5 separate regions of the Sus scrofa genome follow, and regions 1, 2, 3 and 4 are each linked to region 5. The links are chromatin contacts, called in public Hi-C, HiChIP or PLAC-seq and promoter capture Hi-C maps. All regions are on one chromosome and are shown on one strand. The core of a region is the stretch at or near the end of the contact, and the rest is flanking DNA. Distances in the headings are between cores, read along the strand shown.

Region 1 (3,466 bases), core at 398-2,897, 270 kb before region 5:
ACTCCTCCTCCCCAGGCCCATAAAAGAAAACTCCTATTGGAAGCAGTTTGCAGACAGAGGTAACTGACAGGCAGGCTGAGATAATCTAAGGACATTACAGGTGCAGGCAGACAAGCAGACAGGCACAGGGGGCAACCGGCCGGCTTTGGGGCCAGGCAAAGTGACTCACTGGGTCGTAGCAACTGTCCATGTCTCTGGGCTAGGCCCAGCTCTGTCCGGTGGCTCCGGCCGGCCGGGTGCTGTTTCCCCGGAGTTTCAGGCGCCCGCCTTAGGTGGGGAGGAGTGGAGGGGTTGGGAGAGAAAGATCAGGACGGGAGTTGGGGGGAAAGGGGGGGCCTGGATTTAGGGGAGGGTCTGATCTCCAGCCACCCGTCCGGGTGTGGCGGGCAAGATCCGGTGGAGGGCAAGATCCGGAGCTGGGCTGGGCCGGGGAAGGGCAGGAAAGTTAGAACAGCTTAGGAAAGTCCCGAAAATACCAGGGGGAGGCGGGGCCGGAGGGGGCGGGCCTGGAAATGACGCACTGGCCACGCCCCCGAGACGGGAGGGGCTCAAGGTCTCAGTTGGCTTGCTAGCGCCCGCAGCGTCTCCGCGAAGTCGAGGGGCTACCAGATGCTGGGAAGGTCCCGCGGGGCTGGGCACCCCTTCCTCCTCCCTCCAGGGCAGGCGCCGGGGACGGGAGGGTCTTTCAAAGCTGGGGGAGGCTCCTAGTACGGGGTCAGGTCCGCCTCCTTCCCTCCCCCGTCCTGGAGCAACCTTGGGATTTTCTACCCCGAGTGAGGCCACGGCTGAATCACCCTGGGGGCTTTTGGGGGGACATTCCTGCAGTAGGAAGGCCTACTCCCCGAAGGCCTGTAGGTGGGGGCTCTTCCCAGTGAGGGGCCCCGGGGCTCTGCCCGGATAACTGGTCTCTGGGGCCCTGGGGCGGGGGAAGGAAAGGGTCTCCTTGGGATGGGCTCCCCTGTTACCCCTCCCGAAAACATCTCAACAGCCGTTAATTCCCACACTGCACCTACTCTGGCTGCCTACGCCCTACGCCCCAGTCCCAAAGCCGTGTGTAATACATGTATGCATCTGCATCATAGGTGTACAAGTGTGTTTCGGCCCATGTGCTTGCGTGTTGTGTGTTCATGGCTTGAACATGCGTATACAGGTGAGTGTCCTTAAACTTCTCAGTGCGGAAACATCTGAGCATGTATGTAAGAGCACAGGTGAACACATCTTCGAGTTTGTGCGTGAAGGGTATGGGTCCAGGCACCTGTGCACGGTGTGCGTGTTTTGCGGGTCCTTGTGTGAGCGAGTCTGCATGGATAGTGCTGTGCACACGCCGGCATATGTGAAGGTGTAACAAACGGCCCGCCTGTCTTTATACAAGGACATCAGTGTGTATGCGTGTATCTTGATCGTGTGCGTGCTCTCTGTGAGTGTGCAGACGCCTCTCTTCAGCCCTTGGGCTCGGTCAGCTAAGGGTCCTCCTCCCGCCCTTCCCCGTGTCCTGCCACCCAGGGGTCTGAACCCGGCCACTCACCGCTGCGGCGGCTCAGGTTCCGGATTCTCTCCCGGCCCGACCCACCCCGGACGGGTCGCGACACCTTTCCAGCTACCAGGACTCCAGCCGGGAAAGCCCCTTTTCCGCCCCAGGAGGGGGGAATTCCCGTGACGTTTCCGTGCGTCACTCCCCATGCCGTTTTTCATTGGCTGAAAGTTTAACTCCGGACTCGAGTAACCAATCGCAAGTGACTCAGGCGCGCCCCTTAGAGGGGAAATATTTGCTCAGCGCGCGAAGCGAGAGTGAGGATGGCCCTCAATCAGGTGTGAGTTTTGTCCTAGGGACCAGCCTGCTGCGGGATCCGCTGACCCAGCGCCATTCCCCAGCCGAGGACCGCGGCTCCGGTCTCCTCTCTTACCCTGGCCTGTCCCAGCCGGCTGGCAGCCCCTGCTGCTACTCAGCTTATGTTGCATCTAATGCTTGGCCACCTCAGAAGCCGGGGAATCCCAAGGGGAAGCTGGAGGGACCCAGCCCTCTGGTCCCTCGCTTCGAGCGGGGGCCCCGCTGCCGGGAAGAGTTAGGGGAAGAGGAAGGAAGTTGATTTGCAGTTGGTGCCAGAGCGCCATCTGGTGGCCGCTCTGGAGCCTCGAGGAGACTCCGTAATCTCAGTCTTCCCTGGAAGAGGCAATCTGGACCTAAAACTTGTTCTATAAAGTTTTTTGTTTTTTGTTTTTTTTTTTTTTGCGGGGTGGGGGGCAAACTTTCAGACCTGATCAGGAGCTCCGCGTTGGGTAAGAGAAACGAGGTGTTTATCTGGGAGACTCAGGCCTTGTTCATCATTCACAGAGATTTGGAATATCAGAATAGAAAAGCCATCCAAAATTAGTTCAAACTTCGCCAGAGTAGAAAATTATCTTTTGTACTGTTTGCAGTGTCTGCTACTCCCTCCTCGTCCATCTTACTGCTTCCTCCCTCCCCCTTGATAACCACAGGTCTGATCTCTATGTCTGTGAGTCTGTTTTTGTTTTGTAGATATTTGCCATATTTTAGATTCCACGTAATTGATGTCATATGGTATTTGTCTTTCTCTTTCTGACTTACTTCACTTAGTATAAGAATTTCTAGTTGCATCCATGTTGCTGCAAATGGTATTATTTCGTTCTCTTTTATGGCTGAGTAGTATTTCATTGTATATATGCACCACATCTTAATCCATCCATGTCGATGGACACTTTGGTTGTTTCCACGTCTTGGCTATTGTGAATAGTACTGCAATGAACCTAGGGGTGCATGTATCTTTTATTTTTTTATATGCATGTATCTTTTTGAATGAAAACTTTGTCTGGATATATGTCCAGGAGTGGGATTGCTGGATCATATGGGAGTTCTGTATTTAGTTTTCTGAGGAACCTCCATACTGTTTTCCATAGTGGTTGTAACAATTTATATTCCTACCAAAGGTGTAGGAGGGTTCCCTTTTCTCCACATCACCTCCAGCATTTACTATTTGTAGACTTATTAATGATGGCCATTCTGACCGGTGTGAGGTGGTACCTCATTGTAGTTTTGATTTACATTTCTCTAATAATTAGCAATGTTGAGCATCTTTTCACATGCCTATTGAAAGACATCCATATGGCTTCTTTGGAGAAATGTCTGTTTAGGTCTTCTGCCCATTTTTCGATTGAGTTTGTTTTGTTTTGTTTTTTGTTATTGAATTGTATGAGCTGTTTGTATATTTTGAAAATTAAGCCATTGTCAATCACATCATTTGCAAATATTTTCTCCCATTCTATGGGTTGTTTTTTCATTTTGTTTATGGTTTCCTTTGCTGTGCAAAAGTTTGTAAGTTTGGTAAGGTCCTATTTCTTTATTTCTGCTTTTATTTCTACTGCCTGGGGATACTGACCTAAGAAAACATTGGTATGGTTTATGTCAGAGAATGTTGTACCTGTGGTCTCTTCTAGGTGTTTTGTGGTG
Region 2 (3,658 bases), core at 176-2,675, 310 kb before region 5:
GGTACAGTCAGCCTCAGGGATGGCCACAAGGGTCTTGGGCCAGGACTAGGGACAACTCTATTGAGGAAACCTGAAAATTCCCGTAATGGGGATGGTAGGGAGAGAAGAGTCATCAGTGTTGTGCAATGAAGGGGAAGCGGGGGATGGGAGCTGGGGGAGGGGAAGAATGGCCACATCTATAGAGGGCTGGCAGCTACCCATCACCCCCTTCCCAGGGGCCTGCTTGGCTAGAGTTCAAAGTGGTTGTCACCCGACCCTTCATTAACCCCCGCAGTGCCAGGCTGGCAGCAGCAGCGCTTTTATGGGAGACATGAGGCCAAAGGTGCTCCCTCCTTCCTTCCTGCCTCCCCTTTCCTGCCTCTCTCCCCAGCAACCAACATCTTGCTGACTTTGAGGCCAGAGGATCCTGCGGGGAGGTGGGAGATTGCAGTGAGGAGCAGGACTGGAAGAGGAGCAGTGATCTCTTTTTTCTCCATGCTTTGGCACCACCTCTGTCCTTAGGGAAGAGAGAATGGGACTTTTTACCTTGGACTGTGAGCTCCTGAGGGTAAGAACAGTCTCTGGGTCGCCAGTACCCCACAAGGGGACTAGCCCTGAAAAAGAACTCATCCCTGCTGATTGGTGATGCACTAGTTTATCCTTGAAGGGAACTCACCCTCATGACCACTGAAGGGTTCCTGAGAGAGAAGGCTGTGGGCTTCCCCATAGGGTAGCACAGTGAAGCTGTGGCAGCAGGAGCAGAAAGAGGAAGCTGAGGCCTTACCGGGTACTGGCGTTCAGCTGTCCTGTGCTATATGAGAAGCCCAGCCAACAGAGGCATGAAGGCACTGGGGGTGGGCATGGCCTGCAGGCTACCCTGGATCTGGGCTCAGGTGGATCCTCACTCAGAGCACCTCCTCACCCCTTTCCAAAACAGGCTCCTAGCCCTGAAGACACCCTAACCTTGGGGAGACATCGCTGTTAAGGGAATGCAAAGGAGACAGATATGGTGGGGAAGTCAGGACCTAGGAGTCGATGGGTGACAGGGCTTGAACCTGGACTGGACACGAAAGGGGAGAGACCCTGGGATTTGGGGAAGAACACCAGGTCTAGGTGCAGGGCCACCAGAACCAACCGGGAAGCCACGAGTCTTTCCATGGGTGGAAGGACGGGAGAGACAAAGAGAAGGGTGGTGGTGGGGTAGCTATAGGACTTGAGGGCGGAGACTTGGGGGCGAGGAAATACTGCAGATGGGAAGACACTGGGTGGGGTCAAAATGTTCTCCATCTCCCGCCGCTGACAAGGAAGTAGGCGCGGATTCAATCAGTCGCTGAGACTCCACCCACTGGCGGGACCTCCACGCTTAGCTCCTCCCTACCCTCAACAAAAATGGTCGCCGCAGGAGCCCGTCCAAATTCGTGAGACAAATGAAAGGGAGTGCAGAAGCTCCGCCCAGTTGTGGGCAATGCCCTTCTTAAAAATGGCTACCACAGCGCTAGTGTAAAAACACCGCTCTGGGCCCCGCCTTTGATCTCGTTGGTGGGGCTGGGGGATGAGAGCTGCATCGTGCGGGACAAGTCGCCGGCGGCGCCCGACGGAGCAGGTGATTTCCCCTCCAGGCCCCAACCCAGGGCTAGGAGAGTCTCGGAGAGCATTGACCCAGGGTACCTGTCCGGTGTGTCTCCCCACGGTACCCCCGGGGACCGCCGGACCCCCATCTCTGATTCTCGCTGTGGCCTGTATCAAGGCACATCCCAGCTTGCTCGGGCCTCCCTCCTCATATGTCCCCAGGGCCTCAACCGCATCCCATTGCCCTCGGGTCCGCTATTCTGGACCCTTACGGGTACACTGCTCTCTTGTTTAGGGAGCTCTTGCTTCAGGGGTCGGCCATCATCCCACTTCCTGTACTGCAGCCTGACTTTGAATACCGGAATCCCTTGTATACCCCTTGGTGTCCTTGGCACCTCTAAGACCTAACTTGAGAGTCAGGAGATGTCGTCTGGAACCTGTGTTATGAGACTAGGACCCCAGGAGCTGGGTTTCACAGGGGCTGGGAAAAGCAGTGAAGACCTCGTTTCTAGACCCTCTGAATGCCCCAGGACTTCTTCCACGCTGCTTCCAGGACTCCTCCTACCAAACCGCCTTGTGCTCTCCCTCCACCTTGGGCACCTCCCCACCCCAAGGGAACAGTATGGTACTCCTTCCCCTAGTCTAACTTCATTTTGCCCAAGGGTTCTATTTGGAGCATCTGGAGAGTCCAGGCCTGTGCCTGGTCCTGGGGATGTTCTCAGGCAATGAGGATAGGGCAGTAGGGTTGACTGCAGGGAGGAAGTGAGTCCTGCCGAGTGAGAGGCAAAGGGAAAGACATTCTGAGTGGGGAGAAAGAACAGATTCTTGAGGTAGGCAAGAGGGCCAGACAAGCAGGAGAGAAAGATCAGAATATAGGCTGAGGAGAGACCGTTTGCATTGAGAGGTGGTGTAGTATAGTGGTTAACAAGGAGGGTTCTGCCTTGGTATAACTCTGCCATTAACTTACTTTGTGACCCTCAGTGCCTCTGTTTCTTTTTGTGTAAATGGGATAATATGATATATTACTATCTAAATTTTAGGGTAATTGTGAGGATTAGGTGTTAATACATGTAAAGTGCATAGAACAATCCCTGGCAGATTGTAAAGAGTTGATAAATACTAAATATTACTACCATCATCAGAGGTGTTTAAACAGGACTCATGACAGGATGACAGACACATTTCACATGTGCCACTAACCAGAGAATCGTGATTTGGAGGCCCCGGGGTTCTGTGGTCCATATTTAGAATTTGAAAAATCTCATTGGGGAGCTCCCCTCATGGTGCAGTGGAAATGAATCCTACTAGGAACCATGAAGTTGCGGGTTCGATCCCTGGCCTTGCTCAGTGGGTTAAGGATCCGGTGTTGCCGTGAACTGTGGTGTAGCTCGCAGACGTGGCTCAGATCTGGTGTTGCTGTGGCTCTGGCATAGGCTGGCGGCTACAGCTCTGATTCGACCCCTAGCCTGGGAGCCTCCATATGCCTCAGGTGCGGCCCTAAGAAGACAAAAGACAAAAAAAAAAAAAAAAAAAAAACCTTACTGAAATCATTTTCAGAGTTCCCTGGTGACTCAGGGGGTTAAGGTTCCAGCATTATCACTGCTGTGGCTCTGGTTAACAGCTGTGGCATAGGTTCATTCCCTGGCCTGGTAATTTCCGTATGCCAAAAAAAAAAAAAAAAATCAGGTTCTTACCCTGGAGAATCCTGGCTGCTTAGGCTGTAGCTTCCCCTACTCGGGGACTATGGGGGAGAAATATTAGAAGAAGCCTCTGGGTAGGAAAGGAATGCTGAGGAGGCCTAGGGGGATGGAGAAAAAGGAAAAATGGCAAGCTTGGAAGACTGGGTAAAGTTTGGGGAGCCCAAGAACAGGAGGAAAGGGGATATTATTTCCTTAGAAAACAAGCTAGAGCAAAAGCTCAGGGCAGGAAGACCTTTTATTGGGGCACAGTGAGGTGTTTCCCAATAAAAATGCACTGGCCCTCAGACCTTGGTTAGAAACCTAGGGGTATTGGACACAGCCTTGAGAGCTGCTCTCCTAGAAACTGGGATTTCATGCAGCATCACTGGGCCTTTGTCTCAACAGAGGACAGCAGGCAAATGATAGCAACC
Region 3 (3,360 bases), core at 824-3,323, 360 kb before region 5:
CACCGCTAGGCCGCAACTCCGCCATCGGGGCGCGTAGGGCGCTGGGGGGACCGGGGAGGGCAGACGACGGGGAGAGCGCTGACGCGCCAGCAGGCGGACTCCCTGGGTGCGACTCCCGGAGGCGATGGGGGCTGCAGCGAGGTCTAAGCTCCGCGCCTGCGCAAGGCGCACCGTCCGCCCAGGCAAGCGACGGCCAGAGGGTGCCTCGGGGGCCGCGGGGCGCTCAGGGGGGCGGGGCGGCGGCGCGCCCTATTCCGACATCCATTGGCTAGTATCTTTGCCAGTCACAGGTGGGAAAGGCGTGACTTGACAATAGGTCCCGCCTCCCTCTCCCTGTTTAAGGGGTGTCCCGAAGCTCTTGGCCTCCCCTAGTGTTAGGAGGAACTCAGGTTTAAATAGAGATGCTGGCGCGTCTTTCTGAGGTGCTAGGGTCGCACCAAAGCGCTGGGAAGTGCGTGGGTAAAGGGCTTGTAATTGTTCTGCGGTCACTCTAAGAAGGATTGTTAAACAAATCTGGCAATGGATTGATTCATTCGTTCGTGTAGCATTAGTTTTAACAGTAAAAATCTGAATGTTTCCTACCGTCTTTGAATGTCCATTGACCAGATTGACACCAACACCGCCAAACTCGAGGGTCATATGTTGAAATATCTATTTTGAATTTCTGCTAGAAAGTAACAGGACTTAGATAAATTAGGATCGATTAAATATCCTGACTAAAGGGTCAGGACTATTAACTAAAGGGTCCTTGCAACTTGAAGGGCGGGAGGAAATACTCTAGACACTGGGCTCAATTAGAAAGCAGTGATGGAGTTCCCGTCGTGGCTCACTGGTTAACGAGCCCGACTAGTATCCATGAGGACTCGGGTTCGATCCCTGACCTTGGTCAGTGGGTTAAGGATCTGGTGTTGCCGTGAGCTGTGGCGTAGATCACAGACTGGGCTCGGATCCTGGGTTGCTGTGGCTGTGAAATAGGCTGGCAGCTACAGCTCCAATTCAACCCCCAGCCTGGGAACGTTCACATGCCGCGAGTGCGGCGCTGAAAAGACCAAAAAAAAAAAAAAGAAAGGAAGAAAAAAATAGAACCTCTTTTCGCTTCCATTTTCTCATTCATCAATGTGAATCCTTATGAAAATTAAAGATATGCTAGAGCAGTTCCTGAAGCTGGAAGATGAACGTCGTTTTAATGGCCAAAATATCATCTATACCAGTAGCGCCAAATGCCAGTCTTTAGATCAATGTTAGCATGTTGCATTACAACTATCCAGGAAAAAAATGCAAAAATCAACAAAAATGTTCTTTTACCGCAAAAGCAAATTTTATGTAATTTAAACTACTTTCCTCTATTCTCTGAATATGTTCCTCCCTGTGTATTTGTGTGTATTAGAAGTTACTTTTATTAGAGTGCTATAGTGATATATGTTTGTTTTTTTTTTTTTTTTTTTTTTTTTTTTTGGCTTTTTTTTTGTTGTTGTTGTTGCTATTTCTTGGGCCGCTCCCGCGGCATATGGAGGTTCCCAGGCTAGGGGTCCAATCAGAGCTGTAGCCACCGGCCTACGCCAGAGCCACAGCAACGCGGGATCCGAGCCGCGTCTGCGACCTACACCACAGCTCACGGCAACGCTGGATCGTTAACCCACTGAGCAAGGGCAGGGATCGAACCCGCAACCTCATGGTTCCTAGTCGGATTCGTTAACCACTGCGCCACGATGGGAACTCCATGATATATGTTTGTTAATGTCTTATAGACCCATATAAAAATATGGCAACCTTACGTTGTCCAGGGGAAGTGGTGGAGAGTGGCAGGACTGATCTGTAAAAGCCAAACATCCACAAGTTACTGATCAATCCAAACCGAACTACAGACAAATACTACATACTTCAGGAGGCACTGGGAATCCCTCCCAATGGACTACAGATTCTGGTAGGCAATGCAATCAGCGTCCCTTTCTATTTAATCTATAGAGACTACAAAGCCCAACACACCGTGCGCCGGAAACGCGATGCCGTGTCACTTACACTAGGCGGGGCTCCGAAGCAGCTAAATACAATGCAGAGCCTTCTGGGTATTGTAGTTCTTCGAAAGCGAGGTCGGGCCGCTCCCTGGCCGTCCGGTACTGGAGGCCAGACTGCGCATGCGTTTCAGTGGCGTTAGCGGCAGACCGGTCTGGCAGTTCCTTCCTCGGAAGGAGAGATTCCTCTGCCATGGAGTCCTACGATGTGATCGCCAACCAGCCTGTCGTGATCGACAACGTGAGTTGCATCCCCCTAGAGGGACTTATGCTCTCCTCCTCGAAGGGATCGCTTCCCGGGTTTCAGCCTGGGCCGCCGGTTCTTTGTCACTGGCCCGGCCTGTCAGGCGGGTTCAGCCGCCGCCGCCTCCTTCCTCCCCCGACCCGTAATCCACAGGCAGGGCGGGCCAGCCGGCCATCAAGCATGGGATGGAGAACCCTGGGATGGATAAAGGGAAGGGTTATAGTCCGAGCCGGGTCCTTGGGCCCCTGGCTAGAGGGGCCTTAACCTCTCTGTGAGAGCCCGGCGTCCGCCCCGTCCCAGCTTCCGATAACTCTATAGGCTGTTCTGGCTGTCCATCTTGGCCAATGACCCCGCCTCTGGGCCTTGCCGGATGAGGGCAGCCCTCTGCAGTGATTGGCTCGCTCTCCTGCCTTTCTTCCCGGCCGCCATAGTATTTCCCCCCTTTAAGGGGCGGGGCGGCGCTCGAGGGCCGTGGGGATTGGTTTCGGGGCCTCGGAGTGGTGGGGCCTGACCCGCTAGGGCCCGCCCGGGAGTGGAGAAGGGCTAAGCTTCCTTCGGTCCCCAGACGGGCCCGCGGCTTGGCGGTATGTTTGGGTGGGGCTCGAATGTGTGGTGCCAGAAATGGCCTTAGGATTTCAGTTATTTCTGTGATTTTAAATTACAACGTTAATAAATGTTGAGAAGAAAGGGGAGTGACAAAGCAAGTAGGGGGTTACCTTTCTCTTCGAAACGCCTAGTTGCTGTGGAAAAAAAAATAACTAAACGTATTTGCCAGGCGCTGTAGCGCTTACACAGGGGTTTCACATGCATTCAAATTGGATCCTCACCAATTTGAGGTGGATAGTTAAAGCAGGACGTTTGATCCTCGTTTTACGAATGAGAAAACTGAAGCGCGAAGAGGTGAAGTGAGCCCAAGGTCGCACAGTAGTGGTGCCCTAAATCCAGTGCTTTATCCGCTATTCTTCTTGCTAGTACCCATGCAGGTGCATCAATAGTGACAAATGGAAAGAATCTAAATACTGCTCTTATTTTTGGCGGAGAGAAGCAGTTGTATAAAACTGAATTTCTGTCTTTCCACGGAAAGGTTGGGTTGATACCTTTCTG
Region 4 (3,666 bases), core at 833-3,332, 290 kb after region 5:
CTATCTGAAGTAGACCCTCCTTGGGAGTTCCCGTCGTGGTGCAGTGGTTAACGAATCCGACTAGAAACCATGAAGTTTCGGGTTCGATCCTTGACCTTGTTCAGTGGGTTAAGGATCCGGCGTTGCTGTGAGCTGTGGTGTAGGTCGAAGATGTGGCTTGGATCCCAGGTTGCTGTGGCTCTGGCATAGACAGGCAGCTGCAGCTCCGATTCGACCCCTAGCCTGGGAATCTCCATATGCTGCAGGAAGCGGCCCTAGAAAAGGCAAAAAGACCAAAAAAAAAAAAAAAAAAATTGATTGTGTGATTACTTTTTACCATATTGGTAGATTTCCTCCCTTCACAGCATTAACGCAAACTGAGTTCCTGTGTATGTACTGAATTTGTTATTGTCTGTTTCTCCAACCAGAATGTAAGAGAGAGCAGAACCCTATCTCATTCATTCCACAAATATTTATCATAGGCCTACTAAGCTCTGGTTCCTCTTTGTGAGAGCAGGACCCTATCTCATCCATTGCACAAGTATTTATCATAGGCCTACTAAGCTCTGGTTCCTGTTGTAGGTGCTGGGGGGTAGACGTGTGGTACAGAGAGAGAGTGTGTGGCCAGAACTGCCCTTGAAAGTTTGAGAAGGTATGCTCAGGTCATAGACCCCAGAGTGTGGACTATGGAGAGTAGATAAAGTTGTGGATGATGACTTGCTAGCAGTTGCCATAGTGTGAGATGTGAAGCAAAGAGGAAGGTGTCATGAGACTGAGGGAGGTGGGGTGAGCTAGAATGATAATTTCCAGATCCCCCAAAGGACCATTATATCCAGTGAAGTTACTATGGCCCCAAGGTGTCATCACAGGAGATCCCCTGAGAAAATGTTTGCTCCTAACCTCCATCTCAACACTTTAGGAAGAAAAAGAAGAGAGACTGTAAGACTCTGTGGAGCTACAAGTTGGGCTACCCCTGGAGGAGTCTAGCGTGAGACTGAAGTATAAGATGAACAATAATACCAAGTCTTAATAATCAGATCGAGAGCTTATTTCACATTTATACCTCGCATGTTGCTGCAGCTCTCTCAAATCAAGTGCATTATGACGGAACCAAAGGGAGCTGAGAAATATAGCAAGGGGACCCAAGCCCACTGAGGGTTGAGGGAAGGCTTTCCCAAGGAAACGATGTTTATACTGAGGCCCAAGGGCCCTCACTTCTCCCTTACACACACTCCACACTCCCCATTTCCCAAAGGGCCAGGCCTTTTTCCCCCTCCCTACACTTGTACTCTCTTCCACATGCCTAGAGTGCCCTTTTCTCTTCTCTTCACCCCAACTCGGTCTGGCTAACTCCTATTTATCCTTTTTGACCCAGCTCAAAAGTGAAGCCATGGCCACTGCCTCTCCCCAAAAGGAAGATGAAATTGGTCTCTTCTCGGAGTTTCCACATCACTTGGGTACAACGTGTGGAGACAGTGTGTGTACTCGTTTGCCTGTACCACCAAATTGTGAGCTCACAGGAGCCCAAGAGGCCAGCATGAGGCAAGCTCAATTGGTGTCTGCCGAATGAAGGAATGAACGAATGATCTAATTTTTAAAAGGGGTCAGTGCCAACCTGAAGGGGGAAATGTTTCAAGGCAGAGGGGTGAGCTGAGCTTCTTGGAGTGCTGTCTTCACAAAACCGAGTCTGGGTCGGGTTGATGTAATGAGCCAACTCATTAGAAGAATATCTGTAGAAAATAGGTCAGTTTCTTTCTATCTCTTTAAGAACCAGAGGCTTCGTTTCCGCGCCTGCGCATTGAGAGAGTAAACACTTTTTTTTTTTTTTTCCACCTTCTTCCCCCACCCCCGCCCCGCCCTGGTCTTATTGCCCCGACCGGGTGCAGCCTCCTCCCATACTCCCCTTCTTCGGGTGGGGTAATGGTCCGTTCCAGGGCGCCTGGCTCGTTCTGGAGGGTGGCTAGCCTAAATGGTACATTCCACTACCTTCATTACCTTCTGCTTTTGGTGTCTTTTCTGTTCCACTTCCCCCTACCGAATGGAGCTCAATAGGCTGGCCCAAAAGAAGGAGGGGGATCCGGGCTGAAGGGACCGGTCTGAGCCGGTCTCCAGCGCAGGCGCAGTGCGGATAAACAGGAAGCGGGTGGTATAGGCGGCGGCAGAGGAGACACAGGGGCTTCGGGAGGAGGTAGCGAAAGAACTAGGATTATCCGAAGGGCGTCGGAAGCTAACTGAGAACGAGAAAAGGGGCCTTGGTCCAGGGAACGAGAGGTCGCGGCTTCGTTCTCCGCTTAGGTTTCCGACTCGCCAGTTTAGGCTGAGGCAGCGGCTGACAAAGGGCTCGCGCTGGTGCCGCCGCCCTTCTCATCCGGGCATTCGGGTCTCTGCGGAGAGGGAGGGGGAAGGGCAGAGGGGGGGAGGGGAAGGAACCGGAGGGGCGCGCGCTTGGAGCCGAGGCCCTCTGTAGGGCTCCGGGCCGGCGGCCCAACGGACGGAGGCCGAGGAGGACCTGCAGAGGTGGCGGCGGCCAGGGGCAGGAGGATGGTGCAGAAGGAGAGCCAGGCGGCGCTGGAGGAACGGGAGAGCGAGCTCAACTCCAATCCTGCCGCCTCCGCGGGGTCATCGTTGGAGCCGCCTGCAGCTCCAGCCCCCGGAGAAGACAATCCAACCGGGGCCGGGGGAGCCGTGGTGGCCGGGGCGGCAGGCGGGGCTCGGAGGTTCCTATGTGGCGTGGTGGAAGGTGAGCGGTCTGGCGCGGGCTGGGCAAGAGCGCCCTTCCTCCCTCTTCGCTCTAGTTCTAACACGTTCTTTTCTCGTGAGGCAGGTGGCGGCAGTGTTTTAGAGGGGGCTCTAAAAGGAGATTATTCTTTGGATCTGAAATGTGACCTTGCTGAAACGAGGGGAGAGGGGAGACGGAGAGCTGGTCTCGGGTTCTCAGGCGGCGTCGAGTTGCCCTCTGGCTATTAACAATTCTGACCCCACCCGCTTTGGGCTTGGAGCCAGGCATGCTCCAACGGAGGCGGCGTAAGGAGCCTAGTCTTAGGCTCTGAGTTATATATACATCTTTGTATCTTGGGATCTTATTCCCTACGATGGTTTGGGTTCACACGGAAAGACGTGTATAGTGTTGCTGTCCCCACCCTTTGGGAAAAAGACTACCCGTACAGGTGTGATAGTTGTCGTGGAGGGAAGAGAAGCACCGTTGGGTTATATAGTTTTACACATTGCTTTTTGGTTAGAGCTTTGCTGGCCAGTCTCTACCCCTCACGCTTTGGAGATTTATTTGCAGCCTAGAAAGCTGCCATTTGCCAGCTGCTGTGCCTTGCCTCTGAAGGATGAAGCTTTGATTTTAATAATATCTGAGATAACAGAATTTTGGTTTAGTGACTGCAGAGGAGATTTAAAATTGCCCTTCTCACCTTATTCCTTTCCATTTCCCTTTAAAAAGAATGATGGACTTTTCTTCGGGGGGGCTGGAGAGAATGAGCAGAAGATTGCATCACAATTTGTGAATGTAATGGACAAATGTTCTGCTCTGCATTCTATGGAAGCATCAATAAGTTTCTTTTTTTTTTTCCCCTGGAGTGCAGCATGTATTTGAATTTAGGAAGTATTTTGTCTGACCCAGTGTTTCCTAGCTGTATACTTTATTAGTTGTCTACTGTATGTAATGGTATGCATAAGAGT
Region 5 (3,350 bases), core at 450-2,949:
AGCTCCACAAGATGTGGCCTCTGAGAAAGGAAGAGTAAAGGGGGGTAGGCAGCTTCCAAGTTAGAGCCCCAGAAGCCATTCACCCCAAGGCAAGGGCCTGGATTGGTCTACCAGAAATGACATTACCTGGCAGCTTGCAGCCCAACTCCCATCTAGAGAGAGAGAGAGAGGAGAGAAAAAAAACTTTCAAGGACTCAGCTTAATTGCTTAAGAGAGATAACAGCTCTAAGTCTTGCCCACCTCCACTCTGGGTGGGAACCTTTAAGAAGTGCTGTTAAAAAGTGGGACGATAACACTTTTAAGAACTGGAGGCCAAGAAAAGAGAATGTGACTTCTCCCCATTCAATAAACATTCAACTAGTGTGAACTGTTCTCAAATCCCCTCCAAGTTTTGCTTTCCCCAGGAAAAATTCCAGAGACGCTTAACAGACCATTTCAATATGTATGTGTCAAGGCACAGGAGCAGGCCTTAGCTGCCTCCCCAAGAGATGCTGGAGGAAGAAGTAAGGGAAGGAGAGAGGATTCTTTCCCTTACTTCAGCCTGTCCCATGTAAATGTTGACACTCCTCATGCCCCTTAAATCACGACTGAGACAGGACTGCAGGCAATCAAAATGCCAGTGCCCATGACTCACAACCCACCCCAAGCCGGTCAGGCAGAAGCCGCCCCAAGCTCACTCCACGGCCCTCCAAACTCAACCCTCTACCCTCCCTAACACACTCCGCCCTCCGCAAGAAACTACCCAAGGACTACCCGCACATCTGGAAAGTCCTTCACCATCCGCACATCAGGCAACCCATACCAAAGCAAAAGGAAAAAAAAAACTGCTCCAAGGCTCTAGGCAACGTTGATTCTAGAAACCCCTACCTTCCTTCCCAGCCTGGGGTCCCCAGTCCCGACAGGAGATGGCGGGACTGACCGAGACACACCCAGTTCCCGGCAGTGCGGCTCCAGCGCAGATACTAGATGCCCGGCAGCCGGGAGCGGGAGCCACGTGGACATCCCTTCCCCGCCCCCACGTGGACCCGCTGCCGGCGCCCCCCCCCCCCGTCTAACCCACGTGGGTGTCGGGGCCGCCTCGAGGGGGAGGGGTAGCAGACAAGTTCTCCCGGGAAAATCGCTCCCCCCACCCCACGTGGCTCCGAAAGGTACTGCGGCGCTGGGCTGAGGGCACCCCCACTAAGGATCCCAAGAAGGAGGTCTTACTCTATGACTCCAAGTACGAATCCTTGACCTCCCCCCCACCACCACGGGCCATGTTTCCGACACCCGGCTCTGCCCCTCTGGCGTTCCGGAGGAATGGCCTTAAGGACCCTGCCTCTGTCCGCATCCTCCCAGCAGACCCAGGTCTGCTCGGTCCGACCCGTCTCCTGTAGCGAGCGACCCGGCATCGACTCCCGAACGCTTCTTCCCTTTTCCTGTGGCGTCCACGTGTCACCGCCCGGCACACGCCGCTCTGCTGCCAGCCCCGGGCCGCCCGCCAGTCTCTCACCTGCTCCCCGCTGCTCACAGCACCCACAGTGCCATACGGCGCTTGGCTCCGACTCCCCCAACCGCTGCTGCGTACCCCACCGCCAGGGTCGGGGCCGGGGCCCCCACTCGGAGGCGGCGCGACTCCGTCTCTCCGTGCCCGGCGCGCCGCCATCTTGGCCCCTGAACACCCAGCGCAGCTCTGATTGCCGGCGCCGCCTCGCCCAGCCGATTGTGGGAAGGGAACTACAACTCCCGAGAGACACTGCAAGACTACGAATCCCAGAAGACCGAGCGGGGATACCGGCTTGCACAGAGGAAGAGGGCACTAGCCTCGCGAGGGAGCCTGGGAGTAGTAGTCGCCTTCAGCAGAAGTCCAAGTGGCACGTGCTATAGGCATACTGTATAGTTTTGTATTGCGCGGAGAGACCTGGTGGGGAGCGGGAGGTAATAATAGAACTAATATGTGCACATCTTATTTTCCTTACATGTCCAAATGTCGGAATGCCTTTTTTGGTCTGACGTTTTACCTGCTGTTCATTCCGTTTCACCTTAGTCGAAGTGGGCCTGTGTTTTGAAACAGCACCCCCTCGTGGGCACCCAAATGCCAGGAGCTAAATCTCATCTTATACACTGCTGCAGTATTGGGAGTTTAACCTTAAACTTCTCTCAGAGCTACCCTCAGAGTAGCTTCTCTTAGAGATACTCAGAAATTCACGTTGACTTTCATTACAAATTTTCTTCCTGCTGCTGCAGATCATCTTGCTGTCCTCCAAGGCAACAGATATTCTCTTGCCTTGTTTTCCTGTCTGGAATACTTGAATCTTGAAATATCTTTGATGCCCTATTTTATCCGGGAAAGCCTTTTTGGTCATCCCAGCCAACCGTGATACCTCTTTGTATATCTGCAGTCCATCATTTTTTTTTTTTTTTGTCTTTTTGCTATTTCTTTGGGCCACTTCCGCGGCATATGGAAGTTCCCAGGCTAGGGGTCCACATCAGAGCTACGGTTGCCGGCCTATGCCAGAGCCACAGCAATGTGGGATCCGAGCCGCGTCTGTGACCTACACCACAGCTAACGGCAACGCCAGATCGTTAACCCACTGAGCAAGGGCAGGGACCGAACCCGCAACCTCATGGTTCCATGTCGGATTTGTTAACCACTGCGCCACGACGGGAACTCCATCATTATATTTTTTTTTAAAGTTTTGTATTACAGACGTTTTTAAAAACCATGTCAAAGAGTATAAAACTATTTAAGTATGAAATATACTTGGCCTGGAGTTCCCTGTGGTGGCACAGCGGAAACAAATCCAACTAGGAACCATGAGGTTGCAGGTTCGGATCCCGCGTTGCTGTGGCTCTGGCGTAGGCCGGCGGCTACAGCTCCGATTGGACCCCTAGCCTGGGAACCTCCATGTGCTGCGGGAGCGGCCCAAGAAATGGCAAAAAGACAAAAAAAAAAAAAAAAGTATTGAGGTATAGTTGATTTATATTGTTAATTTCTGCTGTATGACAAAGTGACTCAGTTATACATAATAGTTTTTCGTATTCTTTCCCATTATGGTTTATCACAGGATATTGAGTATAGTTCCCTGTGCTATACAGTATTTATCCATCACATATATAAGACTTTGCATCTGCTAATTCCAAACTCTCAATCTTCCTCTCCCCCACCCACCTTCCCCTTTGGCAACCACAAGTCTGTTCTCTGTATCTGTAAGTCTGATTTTGTTTCATAAATATGTTGATTTGTGTCTTTTTTTTTTTTTTTTTTTTTGCTTTTTGCTTTTAGGGCCGCACTTGTGGCGTATGGAAGTTCTCAGGCTAGGGATCGAATTGGAGCTACAGCTTTGGGCCTACACCACAGCCACAGCAAT

What was found. Promoter capture Hi-C pulls out the DNA fragments that hold promoters and counts their contacts. Hi-C and Micro-C count contacts between places; a contact is called where the count stands out from the background. HiChIP or PLAC-seq counts read pairs in DNA pulled down with a chosen protein or histone mark.
Region 1: a contact with region 5 is called in an H3K27ac HiChIP or PLAC-seq map of alveolar macrophages. The contact joins the promoter of NFKB2 here to the promoter of PPRC1 in region 5. A contact is called at or near these places in 1 of 5 promoter capture datasets (fetal liver), 1 of 47 Hi-C or Micro-C datasets (skeletal muscle) and 2 of 2 datasets of contacts at active chromatin or transcription factors (alveolar macrophages and skeletal muscle).
Region 2: a contact with region 5 is called in a promoter capture Hi-C map of fetal liver, with 2.2 times the contacts expected there. The contact joins the promoter of CUEDC2 here to the promoter of PPRC1 in region 5. A contact is called at or near these places in 2 of 5 promoter capture datasets (fetal liver and liver) and 2 of 2 datasets of contacts at active chromatin or transcription factors (alveolar macrophages and skeletal muscle).
Region 3: a contact with region 5 is called in a promoter capture Hi-C map of liver, with 7 times the contacts expected there. The contact joins the promoter of ACTR1A here to the promoter of PPRC1 in region 5. A contact is called at or near these places in 1 of 5 promoter capture datasets (liver) and 2 of 2 datasets of contacts at active chromatin or transcription factors (alveolar macrophages and skeletal muscle).
Region 4: a contact with region 5 is called in a Hi-C map of embryonic fibroblasts, with 5 times the contacts expected there. The contact joins the promoter of MGEA5 here to the promoter of PPRC1 in region 5. A contact is called at or near these places in 2 of 5 promoter capture datasets (fetal liver and liver), 2 of 47 Hi-C or Micro-C datasets (embryonic fibroblasts and skeletal muscle) and 2 of 2 datasets of contacts at active chromatin or transcription factors (alveolar macrophages and skeletal muscle).

The regions. Positions count from the first base shown.
Region 1 is chr14:113,404,593-113,408,058 of Sscrofa11.1, reverse strand. NFKB2 (nuclear factor NF-kappa-B p100 subunit) reads right to left here and starts at 1,647. Exons shown (of 23, transcript XM_021072746.1): 1 at 1,526-1,647; 2 at 170-267. The coding sequence starts at 190. LOC106506113 (a long non-coding RNA gene) reads left to right here and starts at 628. Exons shown (of 3, transcript XR_001301171.2): 1 at 628-1,150.
Region 2 is chr14:113,441,410-113,445,067 of Sscrofa11.1, reverse strand. CUEDC2 (CUE domain-containing protein 2) reads left to right here and starts at 1,425. Exons shown (of 9, transcript XM_003483550.4): 1 at 1,425-1,582.
Region 3 is chr14:113,497,507-113,500,866 of Sscrofa11.1, reverse strand. It overlaps ACTR1A (alpha-centractin), which reads left to right and starts at 2,073. Exons shown (of 11, transcript XM_001928877.5): 1 at 2,073-2,253. The coding sequence starts at 2,206. SUFU (suppressor of fused homolog) reads right to left here and starts at 866. Exons shown (of 14, transcript XM_021072750.1): 1 at 1-866. The coding sequence starts at 25.
Region 4 is chr14:112,849,631-112,853,296 of Sscrofa11.1, reverse strand. It overlaps MGEA5 (protein O-GlcNAcase), which reads left to right and starts at 2,082. Exons shown (of 16, transcript XM_003483548.4): 1 at 2,082-2,719. The coding sequence starts at 2,521.
Region 5 is chr14:113,135,361-113,138,710 of Sscrofa11.1, reverse strand. It overlaps PPRC1 (peroxisome proliferator-activated receptor gamma coactivator-related protein 1), which reads right to left and starts at 1,699. Exons shown (of 16, transcript XM_021072738.1): 1 at 1,493-1,699. The coding sequence starts at 1,645.